Linked DNA regions of Gossypium arboreum: region 1 is linked to region 2. The links are chromatin contacts, called in public Hi-C maps. All regions are on one chromosome and are shown on one strand. Each heading gives the region's core, a stretch centred on a gene start, on an enhancer-like site or on the middle of the called end of the contact. The rest is flanking DNA. Distances are from core to core; before and after follow the strand shown.

Region 1 (4,297 bases), core at 20-2,519, 47 kb before region 2:
AGAAAAGAATTTCCATCAAATATACAATAAAAAACTAATTGTTGTGTTGGTTAAAAGAAAAATATTCTATACTAGTAACATGTTCTTACTTTCTCAAGTGTTTTTGTAATATTATGTTACTAATATTCTACTATATATTTAAGACATGTTGTTTAATATTTTTATTTTTATTTCGAGTAATTTATTCTTTATATTTATAGAATTTAAAAATATAAGTTTAATTATTAACATTATTTTTTATTAAATTTAAGATCATTACAATGTAAATTATTATTATTATTATTACACTACAAGGCAGTATTTTGTTATTCCAAAGTGTCGCATCTATGAATTTAGCAAAATAAATTTGTCAATTGGACATGAATTTTAAAGCCGGAAAATAAAAAATTAAATTCCTATAAATATAGAAAGAATAAATTTTAAATATATGAAAAATACATGTACTTGAAACATATTTTAACCTACAAATTTAATTTTAAATTAAACTCCTACACATGAATATCTGATTTATGAATAATGTATGTCAAAATAAAAATTTAATAAAACGAATCAAACTTAAATTTTAACATTTTTATTTGAATCAAATTTAAACAAAATTCTATACGTATTTTTCAACCCGAATCAGGCCAAAACTTAACGCAGAAGCTTAAAATTTTAGTTTAGCCTAGCGGTAACCATCAACACCTGTGTTTTTCATATGGCTGTTTTTTAATATTAAGTTTTTCTATTTTTTATTTCTCAATGCACGTGTGGGGATTGTAAAAGCTAACGTCACGGCCTACTGCAAACATTTCAATGTACACGATCTCCACACTGATCCAACGGCGATAAAACAAACATTTGTTATCCTAACTCACCCACCTGAAATCCAACCCTGTTTTCTTTATAGAACGAACTTTCTGGGAAACCGACAGGAAATTTGTTTCCCACCCCTAAGTTGTCTATATATATATCCACCCAAACCAAACCAAAAGACATCAACAGTCGAAAAACTCCAAAAAAAAAAAAAAGATTATTATGGGGTTCTCTAAATCAAGCTATAAATGCAACAAGCACCCAGATCACCAAGAAAATCAAGGGGTTTGTCCATCATGTTTAAGGGAAAGATTATCTCGTCTTTGTTCTTCATCTTCTTCATATAAAGATTCTAGCTTAAGAATCGCTTCGTCGTCATCTTTTTCTCCGGTTGAAAACCGATGGGGTTCTTCTTCTTTCACGGTAAACGTTGATACGAATGGCTTGAAGAAGAGTAGATCGGTTGCTTTTATTGCAAGAAACGATGATGAAGTTATTAACAATGGGGGGAAGAAGAAGAAAGGATTTTGGTCAAAGTTGCTTCGTTTCAAAGGGAAGAATGATAAGGATTTTCTTACCCATTCATCAAGTATGAGATTTGTTATTGGAAGAGTGAATTAATTGTTTCTTTTTTTATTGTTACAGAATCAAGGGGATTGAATTGAATGTTTTTGCAATTAACAAAGCTTGAATCAATATATTTATCCTTTTGATTATGGGTGTTTCAATTTCTTCCAAGAAACACAAAATTAGGTTTTAGGTAGGTGTTGTCTTTTGTTTATGCTCACGTCTTTCTCCATTTTTCATGCATATCATGAATGTTGACTTTTCATCCACCATTTACATTCAATTATTATAACTCACACCGTATATCTATTTTAAAAGTTTATATTTTATTGTGCTTTTTAATTACGTATTAATTCATATTAAAAGAATGGTTTGTGATGATATGATGATCAAAAGTATTTAGATTCGAGTCGCATGTAAATAATGTATGTACGGATTCACGAGACAAAAATGTTTGTATTATAAAGTGGGTTCAAAATTCCCAAAAAGATTACAGCCAATTTCGTTGAATTTGAAATAATCTGCAAGACAATCCTAGTCAAATGCTTCCTACTTTTCACAATTGTGTTAAACGTGCGGATTCCGACATTTATCATTGACCAGTTTTCGTCCAATCGTTTGCACACGTGTAATATGCTGAAAATAATTTCATTTTTCAACAAATAAATCGTTAGTTTCATACAAAAGAGATAAAAAGAAAAAGAAAAAGAAATCAAAGTAAAATCAATCATATACCAAAACAAAGAAGATGAGTAGAAAACCTAAACACAAGGCCAAATAAGGCATGATCGTAACCTTTGTCGGTTAATGAAGTGTAATACAATTATAAAATATCTATAATAACTCGATTTAAGATTCAACCCCCATAAAATATTCTTAAAATATAATTTTAAATCCTCTCATTTTTCTCCATTTCCATTAATATTGTGTATGAACATAAATTTTTATCTAATCCCGATTTAGATTAAAAATGTTAAATTTGTGCATGATTTGGTTCGCCAGATTAATTTTTTAGATTATTTTTATATAAAATAATTTTAAAAATATAATATATAAATACACTAAAAATGTTAAAATAATTGTTTCTTAACAAATTGAAAATACATTTAAAAAAGTTGAAATACTTAAATAACACTAAGATAGTTGCAACTTAGTAAACAAATGTCTCTAAAATAGTATCAAAATTAACAATAAAACAAGAGTTACACAATATCTAAACAATAACAACAAAATAGTAGCAATATAATCGCTACATGATAGCAAAATAGCTGATTGGGGTCTGGGCCAAAAAATTCTACCCAATACTTAATCTGTTTAAAAAACGGTGCTTATTTTTTGTTCAAGCTCTTTTTTGGGGCCTATATTTTTGCTAATACCCTTCCATTTTTTGGGCGAACCTTCGGACTTGGGCGAGTGGCCAACCCATAATTAGGTCTAACTGCCCGTTACTCCTTCAATTTCTCTTCACATACAATAGTATTTTCAGTACTCGTTCTTCCCCTAATTTTCTTCCCCTATAAATGTTACAAGCTTTAGCCTTAGTTGAGTTTTTCCTCTTCTTCTTTTTTCCTACTCGTTGTTGAAACTAAAGAACTCGTGGAATCTTAAGAGATACACTATCAGGCGAAATAATTTCACTACAGGAAAATAGGGCTTTAATGGCTTTTTTAGTGGCATTTGGACAAAAAACGCCGCAAACACAAAAAACTGAGCAATAGCGGCGTTTTTGGTCCAAACGCCGCTAAAAACTGAGTAATAGCGCTTTTGGTACCAACGCCACTAAAAACTGTGTAATAGCGGCGTTTTTGGTACAAACACCGTTAAAAACTAAGCAGTTGCGGCGTTTTTGGTCCAAACTGAGCAATAACGGCGTTTCTGGTCCAAACGCCGCAAAAAGTTGAACAGCGATTTTCGAGTAGGGTAACCGACACTCATTTCGATTTGATTTGATTTAATTTTCATATTATTTTCTTTTTTTTTTTAATTCGATTTTATTTTGATGTTTGAAACTGACTTTATAAAAAATATAAACAACACCATTCACTTATCTATGAAAAAGTTTCATTTTAGTTACTTAATTACGAAAAGTTACAAATTGATAACTAAACTATTTAGAAGTTTTCATTTAAGTTACCAAGCTGTTAAAATCGACGCCGTATGGCTTTCTCTAATCCCCTAAACCTTAAATATTAAACCCTAAATTTTAAAAACCTAAACACTTAAACCCTAAACCTTAAATTCTAAAAACATATACCCTAAACACTAATCCATAAACCCCAAAATCGTAAACCTTAAAAAAATTCATATGGACGTTGATGTGTATATACATAAATATTAATGTAAAAGCTTATGTTTATAATAAATTGTGGATGCAATACTTAATATTGATTACGTAACACCCCTAACCCATATCAGTCGCTGAATTAGGGTTACGAGGTATTACTAGTAAAAAAAATACAAATTAAAACAATCACATACACATACTTGAATTTCAATAGTCAATTTAATCTCTACTACCACATAGCTGAATATACTTTTAATTTAAACTCATAATACATGTAGATAAACAAACTTCATTACAACTTAGTCGCATACTATAACCATATACAAATGGATTACACGAAATGTACTACTTATAATCATTTGATAAAAATCATGTCATATTCAAGTATTAATTTAATATTAAGTTAAACATTTATACATCACATAAAACACATATAATTTTCATCATTTATTATACCACATGTAACACTATATACATTCCCATTCACACATAAACAAAACACATCATTATACTTCATATAAATATCAAGTGTCATTATGTCCATTTCACTTATCAATACTAACAAACCTTAATAAAATATAATACTTATTTGTAAATATACAAAACCTTACTTATAACATAAACATACAAGAGAATAAATAATGGCCTAAT
Region 2 (4,159 bases), core at 374-2,873:
TGTCTAAAGATTTTTTGTAATTTTGGCCCAAATTTTTCTACCCATTTTTGCTCGTTATTTCCTTCCCGATGGGCCTATTAGAAAAACCCAAATCCATCAAGTCTCTTTGACCTGGCTCACTAGCCGATTAATCCACTTCAATAAAATCCCTAAAATCCCTACTCCTTGCCTTGTCTGCCATCTTATCCCCTAGATCATTCCCAAAAATCCTCTCTGCAGACTGTCCCGATTTCACTCCCAAATTTTCATCCTCTAACAGCACCGAAAATCTGAAACCAATAGCGACTTTATTCTGATTCGCCGGAGCCTCCGTTTTGTTTCCCCACTTTTCTCGCCGAGAAGACCTCATTTCCATCAGCATCCATGGCCCGAAATTCAGGTTGGTGACTGATACAGGTTTTTCCTCGTTCAAGCACCCCGCCAGAAAAGATCCCTCCATGGCTGTTGACTACTCGGGAGAATTATTTGCCGAGTTCGCCAAATTCGCAAATTTTTGGTTCGCCATAGCCGAAGTACACAAATCTTTAACATGTCCGTATTTGCCACACACAAAACACACAATCGGAAGGGCCTCATATTCGACTCGTTGAGTAACTCTGTCAACATATATTTGTGAAATCAGTGGCCTATCTAGATTGATATAACCTGCTAATCTTGCAAAACGGCCTCTGGTCTGATTTTCAGTTTGTAAATCCAGTTTAACCACCTTTCCAATAAGGCCTCCGATAGCCTCAATGATTTTCCGTTTATACAAATTGCTCGGGAGATTCGACAATCGAATCCATGTTAGCACCATACTCGGGTAAGGTTACATTGGATTGAAATGCTTAGACCAAGGTTGTACGGTCAGGTACTAGCCATAAACTGTCCACGGACCCTGTGAAAGAGTTTTGTTGTAATATCTAAGATCCTGAAATTTCACAAAAAAATATCCGTTAGCGATATCCATTAACCGAATAGAATTCACAAGCTTCCAAAAAAAAAAGAATGCAATTATAAATGGTGTTATAGCCAATGTTTCGCCCTAGGAGTTTAACGATGACTGTCAACTCCATTTATTTGAAAATGATTTCCTTGACCCGATCCGAAAACTCAATCGCAGGAATCCCATCAATGATTGATGCATTAATGTCTCCTTCAAGTAACTCGAATTCATTTTCATTCGCGGTAGAAGGCACTGCCCGAACTGAGTTAGTGACATCATCTTGTTTCCCTAGTAATTTGTCTTTCCACTACACGATCTGTTGTGGCACGGGATCCACAGCCATAGAATTTTCATCGTCAACAACAGACTCTTTAAATCTCACTTTTTGGGTGTTACGATCACCGTTGGAGTGAGTGTCACCCTCCCCAACATTGCCGAAAATTTGCGAAGTTGAGAGCATTTTAATTTTCAATGTGCTTTGTTATGCTCTTTTAAGTTTTGAAATTTTAATTTTTTAAGAATGACTAACTTGCTAATTATTGAAATTGAGATGGACTGAAAAAGTAGTTTTTACCATTCGAATCCCATCCTTGACAATTACATTGACCTATTCTTAAGCAAATGCTAAATTCATCAGTGACAAATCAAAATTTTCTACTTTTAATTTTGTGTTAAATTCTCATAACATCTTCGTAACCTTTCCCAAACATAAAACATTAGAGCTAAAAAGAACTTTTCGTCGACCAATAAGAATCAAGCACTCAACCATCACGATCCGTGTCTTCCCTCTATAATCTAATCCCAACCGTCCTTCTCCTCTCAGAAAACACAACTTGTGGCAGTTTTTACCGTCAGATTTCATACAAAAGAAACACACGGATAGTAAATACTAACCGTTAGATCAACTTCATTAACAACCCCCGCAACCTTCTACAAATAGCTCTCAATTGCATCACTTTTCGAACGTTTGATCCAGAAGATAACAAAGCGTTTGTCTTAGATCTCAGAGTTAGTCACCTTCTCTCGCTCTCTTAGCTTTTATTTATTTGTTTATTTTTATAATAAATTAGGGTTTGTGAATTCTGATTCTTCTATTTTGTTTTTGTACTTCATGTTGTGTAAGTTGAATTAGGGAAATAGGGGAGGTAAGGTTGAATTTATTTATAATTAGGGCACTCTTATTCTGTTCTGAGTTCATTTAGGACCTTCGACTTCTGTTTTAATTATTATTCTGATTTTCTTTTTTGGCTTAGAAGTTTTCTAGTTTGAAAATTAGGGCTTTTGGGAATTATACAGTAATTATCTAAGATCTGGCTTTTCTGTGTTATGTTTGGTAGTTCATGAGAAAATGTAACTAGTTTTATATTTTTTAATTGTCTTCTGAAATTATTCATATCTTTGCAGAGATGGCCCGTACCAAGCAAACTGCGCGTAAGTCGACTGGTGGGAAGGCTCCAAGGAAGCAACTTGCTACCAAGGTGATTCATTGTATTGCATTCAAAACATTATACGGTTTACCAAATTTGAGCTTTCTTGTTCTGTAATTAACTTCTGAAATATCTCTGTTGTATAACAGGCTGCCCGTAAATCTGCCCCAACCACCGGTGGTGTGAAGAAGCCTCATCGCTACCGTCCTGGAACTGTTGCTCTTCGGTATTCTTTCATATTTTCTAAACATTGTTCTTGTTCTTATGAGTGTGGGTGTTTCGTTTTATGGGTTTTTAACATATTGTAATTCATTTTTACAGTGAAATTCGAAAGTACCAGAAGAGTACTGAGCTTCTTATCAGGAAATTGCCTTTCCAGAGGCTTGTTCGTGAAATTGCCCAGGACTTCAAGGTACGGAATATCTCTATTATTGTGTCAATTCCTTGGCAATTGATGGTATTGTCTTTTGGTTGACAATCATTGATATGATCTTTGTTTGCAGACTGATTTGCGTTTCCAGAGCCATGCCGTTCTTGCTCTTCAGGAAGCTGCAGAAGCATACCTTGTGGGTCTCTTTGAAGACACCAACCTGTGTGCGATCCACGCCAAGCGTGTTACTATAATGCCCAAGGACATCCAGTTGGCTCGTAGGATCAGGGGCGAGCGTGCTTAATTTCCAAGTGTGTTGATCACTTACTTAGAATGGAGAAACTATTGTTTGTTGTTAAGCAGATGTATTGTACTATTTTTTTTTATGTTTAATTTTATTCCTCTTTTAGGCCAATATTAAAAGATAGGTTTATCTTAGTGCTGAGGTTCAATGTTATGATGAAATGGGGTTATGGTGGAGAGTGTGATGTCTGATATTTTAATGGTTAAGAACTCATGTCTGGTATAGTTTGTTTAAATGTGCTTCCTGATCAAAACTAGTGACTTCGAATATTTATTCATATATTGAAAAGCAAATCTTGTTTAGTCGTGTTGTGGAATCAGCCCGTGAAGAGAATATTTTGGAGGGGGCATGTTTAAATTTATGGGCTTAAATTTGTAAACCTGCCGGAAAGAGCGATTGAACCAGGTCGGTAATGAAAATGTGTCCATGGGAAAAGTGGGACGCGTGTTTTTCAGCGTATCTTATTACTGTGGTCAGCGTAAAATAAAGAAATGATATTGGTGCTTTTGTTAAGAGGCTCAAGATGTTTTGTGCTTACAAGTGGCATTTAAGGTGAAATTTTTGGTTCCAAGAATTTGAATTTGATTCTATATTTACCTAAGATACTTCTTATTTAATAATTTGAGATATTAGAAAAATGTATAATTACTTATTTAGGCCAACTTTGGAAAAAAATCATTTTAGCTTTCAAATTAATTTATTTATTTTTAAATATTTATATTTGTATCTTTTTCAAATTATTCGAAAATTAAAGTTGAAACTATAACATCAACAACTAGTTATTTTTAAAATATTGAAAATTCTTAGAATTATTTTAAAAATTGTAAAATAAATAATATTTCAAAATATTAAAAATTAATTAATTTCAAATGTTGAGATTCAGAGTGTTAAAAATTTCAGTCATTTTAAGATGTTTTGATAAAAAACTTAACTTCTAAAATTAAAGAAACGAGTAATTAAATGGTTAATTAAATTTTTTTTATTAAATTGTAACGTGAATAGGTCATTATTTCTAAAACAAATTTAGCGCAATGAGCCTTGGAAGGAAATTAATTAGGTAATGTAGTTCTCGGGGGAGTAATTTGTGATGAGAATGGGAATGGGTGTCTTGGCTATAACTGTTATTTAGAAAA

What was found. A called contact is a pair of places that touch in the nucleus more often than the background predicts.
Region 1: a Hi-C map of leaf shows a contact between it and region 2, with 3 times the contacts expected there. The contact joins the enhancer-like site here to the promoter of LOC108467150 in region 2. A contact is called at or near these places in 2 of 5 Hi-C or Micro-C datasets (both in leaf).

What each region holds. Positions count from the first base shown.
Region 1 is chr2:6,082,768-6,087,064 of ASM2569848v2, reverse strand. No RefSeq gene overlaps it. Among protein-coding and RNA genes, the nearest start is that of LOC108467150, 47 kb to the right of the region's middle. Within about 2 kb of position 1,269, at least 2 of the 2 cell types and tissues checked have an H3K27ac peak or open chromatin away from gene starts, as enhancers often do. A contact at or near this core is called in leaf, where this site is marked.
Region 2 is chr2:6,035,762-6,039,920 of ASM2569848v2, reverse strand. LOC108467150 (histone H3.3) reads left to right here and starts at 1,623. Exons shown (of 5, transcript XM_053023965.1): 1 at 1,623-1,933; 2 at 2,330-2,403; 3 at 2,502-2,578; 4 at 2,674-2,764; 5 at 2,856-3,279. The coding sequence starts at 2,332. The coding sequence ends at 3,026.